2 separate regions of the Gossypium raimondii genome follow, and region 1 is linked to region 2. Evidence: chromatin contacts called from public Hi-C data. All regions are on one chromosome and are shown on one strand. The core of a region is the stretch at or near the end of the contact, and the rest is flanking DNA. Distances in the headings are between cores, read along the strand shown.

What was found. A called contact is a pair of places that touch in the nucleus more often than the background predicts.
Region 1: a contact with region 2 is called in a Hi-C map of leaf, with 1.8 times the contacts expected there. The contact joins the enhancer-like site here to the promoter of LOC105793839 in region 2. A contact is called at or near these places in 2 of 2 Hi-C or Micro-C datasets (both in leaf).

The regions. Positions count from the first base shown.
Region 1 is chr3:21,063,586-21,066,453 of ASM2569854v1, reverse strand. It overlaps LOC105793843 (serine/threonine-protein kinase BSK1), which reads left to right. Exons shown (of 9, transcript XM_012622703.2): 9 at 266-772. The coding sequence ends at 520. Among protein-coding and RNA genes, the nearest start is that of LOC105793843, 5.0 kb to the left of the region's middle. Within about 2 kb of position 1,258, the one cell type or tissue checked has open chromatin away from gene starts, as enhancers often do. A contact at or near this core is called in leaf, where this site is marked.
Region 2 is chr3:20,968,181-20,970,933 of ASM2569854v1, reverse strand. LOC105793839 (NEP1-interacting protein-like 1) reads right to left here and starts at 1,411. Exons shown (of 4, transcript XM_052627779.1): 1 at 1,057-1,411; 2 at 796-965; 3 at 575-724; 4 at 215-492. The coding sequence starts at 1,198. The coding sequence ends at 370.

The sequences.
Region 1 (2,868 bases), core at 9-2,508, 96 kb before region 2:
CATTCATTCACAGAATTTGTGTGGTCTGAAAAGGCGCAGAGCCTGTTGCCCGAATTACTTTACTTCATTGTGCTTGTAATGTATCAGTTGGAATCTGTGGGCTTTTGGCTCTATAGAAAAATGAGAGTGGGGGAAATTTGAGATTCTTATTGGTTATGGTTTATGCATTGGAGCACAATTTGGAAGCTCCATAGATAATTGGAAAAAGGAAAATAGATAGCATTTTTCTGCATTAATGGTTAATTTGATCCCATTTTCTTTTCAGTTCATAGACGTTGGAACCATGGTTTCTCCAACTGTTTATGCACGAAGAAGTCTTTGTTATCTTCTGTGCGATCAACCAGATGCTGCCCTCCGAGATGCAATGCAAGCACAATGTGTGTACCCCGACTGGTCAACAGCATTTTACATGCAGGCTGTAGCCTTGGCCAAGCTAGACATGCAGAAGGATGCTGCTGACATGTTGAATGAAGCTGCGGCACTAGAAGAAAAAAGGCAACGGGGCGGCAGAGGATCTTGAGACGTTGGTTCAAGTTTGTGGCTCTGTAACGTTCTTATTTTTTGTATGGGTGGGGGCCTAAAGAGCAATTTGTGGCTGTCCTTGTGGTTGTTAGCAAACATGCTGAGATTAATGTATAATGGAAATTGAAATTGTGGTTTTGTGCCAAGCAATTTATGGGATGATGTAATGTGGAGGGAGGAAGGCATTTGTTTTGCATTGCCATCACCTTTTCCTGTTCTTTGATTTTAATGAAATAATTGATTTCGTTTATTATAGTTTTTACTTGTCTTTGAAGAAGAAATATTGCTGAGTTTTGTTTCCAGAACCAACTATTATGTCTCAAGGATATGTTTCAAAATTTAAGTATTCATATGGAAGATCAATTAGGATATTTAATATATATATATATTTAGCATAAAGTTTGATTTTCCAATTGGAATGTTGAAATTCTATGTCACATTTGGTACTTGTATTTTAATAAAATATTTCATGTGATACTTGTATATTAAAAATGTCTAATGTGATACTTAAATTATCAATATTTATTTTATTATGGTACGTATTTTTATAAAATGTTTAATGTGTTACTTTTTATCCTCTCCTCTGGAGTCATGAAGGGACGGAGGAGTGGCCTTTCAAACCTTTGGCCCTTTTAGCTGACAGTGGTTTCATAGAGCTAGTAGAACTTCTCTTGCCTCCGTCTCTACTTTTTTAAATTGGCGTTTTGCTTATCAACCTTTATATCTTCCATATTTTGAGCCCTCTTAGTCAAAGCAGTAAATTCTCTCAACTCTAGAGCCCCAACAAGCAAACAGAGGTCTTCTTCGGTGGCCACAAATTCCCAAGCATGCTTGCTCAACCATACAATTTTTCTTTCATTTCCACTACAGACATATTGCTTTGTTTAAGTTGGATAAACTCTCTTTTTCTTATAAAGGTAAAATCAGCTCACATATTTCTTTCCGAACTCATTTAAGAAGAAGTCCTAGTTCACATGGTCTCAAGGGGTCACGGTGGTTGTTAGCTTGATTGATCAAACCAAAATTGTCAAGAGGGGGGTAAATTAACCTTTAAAAGATTTGATGAAAGCAAAGGAGTATGAAACAATGAATGCAAAGATTTAGAGTGGTTTGGCCCCAATTGCCTACTCCACGACCTTATCTTTCTATAACTAAGGATTTTTTGAAATTCACTAATTTGTTCAGCATTTAAGGACAATGTTTAACCTTACAACTCTCTAAAGATTTCTACCCAAATCTTAGGACAAACCCTCTCAAAGAATTACAAAGGAGCAAACTAAGAAATAATCCTCACAAGATCAGAATGTTTGCCAATAAAGCACAAATAAACAAGAATACACTTGAACTAAAGAATAACAATAGAAGCTTGTAAGTGTGTATAAGAAAAATATGAAAGAATTGAGCACTAAGGTTGAATTGATTGATCTTTAAGCTTAATTATATCTCTAGTTGTTGTAGGACCATCAGAAGCTGGTATTTATACCTTCTACTTCATTTCCAACCGTTGTGGTTGTTGGGAGAATAAATAAAGTCATTGGGATGGAAATACCAGACCATTAAATTCACCTACAAAAAAATGTATCGATATTTTTTGTCCAAGTATCGTTACTAGAGATATTTAATATTTGATTCAGTGACCGTTAAAATTAGTTTCCAACGATACCAAAGATGATTTATTGATACTTGGTAAAAGGTATCGATATAATTTTATGGGTATTGATACTTTTTGACATTTTTAATAGATTATGAAAACAAAATGCAAAATTGGTATTGATATAAATTTTGGTATTGTTAAATGTTAATAAGTATCGATATAATTTTCAAGATATCGATATTTATTGTTTGTGTTCAATTTTTATTCAAAACAAAAGCGATTTGGTATCAATAAAATTATGAAGTATCATAAAATTTTACAAGTATTGATACACTTTGGAAAACATCGATACTTCTTGTAGGGAGCGCTTTTTCAATTAATTTGAAATGGTTTTGATTAAGTTCAAGAGTTTAAATTTATTTTCAGATTTGTCAAAAATATTCTAAGTGTTTAAAGCATTTTCTAAGATGTTTAAAAGTTTTGAAATATTATTCATGCTTAGAATTCTTTGTTCAAAAATAAATTTATATTTTAAGGAAATATTTGTTATATCAAAATAATTTAACAAATAAAGCTAGTTCAACAATCTTCCCTTTTTATATAACAAAATATTTTGGTAAATTTGTTTTTGAATTTGTTACTCCTTTTTAAAGTTCAATTTGAATAAATGACTTGATTTTTATGAAATTTTGGAAACAAGGATTTAACACAAAAAATAGTCACTTAATGTTGGCATTAAAAGATTAGTCATA
Region 2 (2,753 bases), core at 162-2,661:
TTAATTAATTTTATATGTATATTATTATTTTTCTTTCAATTAATATTTGATTTTATAAAGTCTGGCAGCATGTTTTCCTCGTGAGTTTTCATAGGCTGCTAACTGGCACTTTCAGATGTTGATTGAAATCTTATTTCTTTTTTCAACTTTGGCAGAGGTCTTTTGAATTTCGTGTCAGCTTCCTTGAAATTAGTTGCGAATGACATCGGTGATGGAAACCCAAGCCTAGTTTGCCTTATGTTACGTCAACAATATGAAAATGTAGAAAACAAAGGAATTTACCACAAATTACATGGGGAATGGTTTAAATGTAAAAAGAAATAAATTGGGAGCTCCACCGTACGTACAAAGAATCTGAATGGAAAATAGTCAAAATTTTCTCCTGCATAATGGGCAAGATTTATGCCCCATTAACCACTTTTGAACACACGATATATGGAACGTATGGTGACATTGTGGCAACCTATGAACTGTTTCCCACGGTAAAAGGTCCTGGAATTTTGAAACCAACCATCAAGAAAAGCAATCATGAAAATTGATAAAAGAAAAAAAAAAGAAATAAAAAAAAGAGAACCTCAAGGCAAATGGAACAAGGGTTTGTGTTGCTGAGTACATTTTCTTCTGTGATTCTCATCTTTGGAATTTTGTCCATCGAATCCTCTGACAACCCTTCCTTATTCCAGGGGACTTGGATGAATGGAGTAGTAGATTCAAATACGTTTATCTAAAACCCAAAACCAAGGATTTCAATGGCAGCCGCAGGGACAAATGCTTTATAGAAAGATGGTATCTTACCGGTTGAAGGAGATACCTCGTTGCCAATGCCGAATCATTAGAACTGCAAATTAGGAGTGAAATCTGGAACAACTTGATGGACAAAAAACTGCCTTCCATCACTCCAACTGCGACTCCATACATAAGACCCATCTTTGTTTTTGCCCCAACAAAAGCTCCGGTCAGGCCTCCTAAAGTTGCTCCAACTGCATGAACAGATTTTTTCTTTAAAAAAAAAAAAGCAAAAAAAAATATGAAAACAAAAGGGAAAAATGAACTAACCCACTGCAAATATGAAGATGAAGATTGCAAAAAACAGTTCAGTAATAACTGCCGAAGCTGCTGAGCAGCAAAATTTCCTGGCCTCTTGAGCCAGAAAGCATGGCATGATAAAGGAAGAAGAAGGGCAGATGGTAAAGTCCATTGGGAGAAGTTTCAAGTTTAGGTTTACTGTTTGAAGACACCTAGAAATTTATAAATTGTAGGGCAATTGAGAAGGATTTATGGCAATGGAAATATATGAGACTGAACCAAAGGAGAGGTCAAGGAAGGAGGACCAACTTGGTGGGAAGGGAAAGAAGCGGTGATGGGTGAATTAAAAATGATATAGGTGAAACGGAAGGGATAGATAATCACCTAATTGTATAATACATTACTCTGAAACTCCTACTTGGTAAACCTTTACGTTATTTTTTCTACTATAATTGAATAATTATAATATTATTTTTAAAGTTCTGAAGACGTGGTCAAAGTGGTGGGCTATAATCTCCCAACTGAATCTTTTACTGAACTAACAAAAGCAAATGGTACATGTACCAAAAAAAGGCAAATCAAACTTATCTCCTCAATTTCTTATTTCTCTATTTCTTTGTTTCGAAAGCAACGGTTGTGGATCATTTTACAAATATTATACATTATTACTACTCTTCTTATCTTATTTTTTATTAAATTTATATGTGTTTAAAAAAAACGTTTCCTGTTTGTATGAGTTGTCAATGGGATTGGAGAGTTGACTTATCCCCAAAAAAAAACCGCGTTATTATTATTTTAATAATCTTCTTACAAGATCTTATCTATTTTTTTACACAATACCTATAACTAGTCATAACTCATCCCTAATCTATGAACATGAGGATAATGCCACGTTCTCTTATATTGACAACAATGTTCATGCCAATCGAGTTAGAACTCAATCGGCAAAACCATATTACTATCTAAAAATAATATTATATTTAAAAAATTTATATTAATCTTTATATATTTTACTAATTAAATATAAATAAAACTATTTAATTGAGAACAAAAAATTTATATTTAAAATAGTGAAAATAATTCACAAGTTCTTGAAAAAGTTTAAAAATTAAAATAAAAAATTAACATAGGAAAACCAAGAACCAAACTAAGCTGAAATCGAATTATAATGGATGCTTCAAAAAGTCCTAAAAACCCATTCAAAACAAAGCGATATCACTCCTACATATAATTAACATTATGGTAAATTATAGTATTTACAATTAACATTATAAAAAGAAGGTAGATTAGTAATGATGTGTAACCTTAAATGTGCATCTAACCTTATAGCATAATTGGGTAGGAACCCTCACTTGCCTATAAATACCCTAAGGATCAACTTGGTATCGGGACTTCTCTCTACTCTCAACCCTAATACATTAAACCCTCTACCACACTACACCAAAATAGGCTTTTAGCGGCGCTTTTTTAAGTATTTAGCGGCGCTAAAAAACGAAGCTAAAAGTGAAAGCGCCGCAAAAAATACCGCTATTGACAACGTCGCTAACTTTAGCGGCGTTTACGTGAAAAAATGCCGCTAAAGATCATGGTCTTTAGCAGCGCTTTTCACACAAACGCCGCTAAAAATCATGACCTTTAGCGGCACTTTTACCACAAACGTCGCTAAAAATCATAACCTTTAGCGGCGCTTCTATTACAAACGCCGCTATAAAAATAACTTTTAGCGG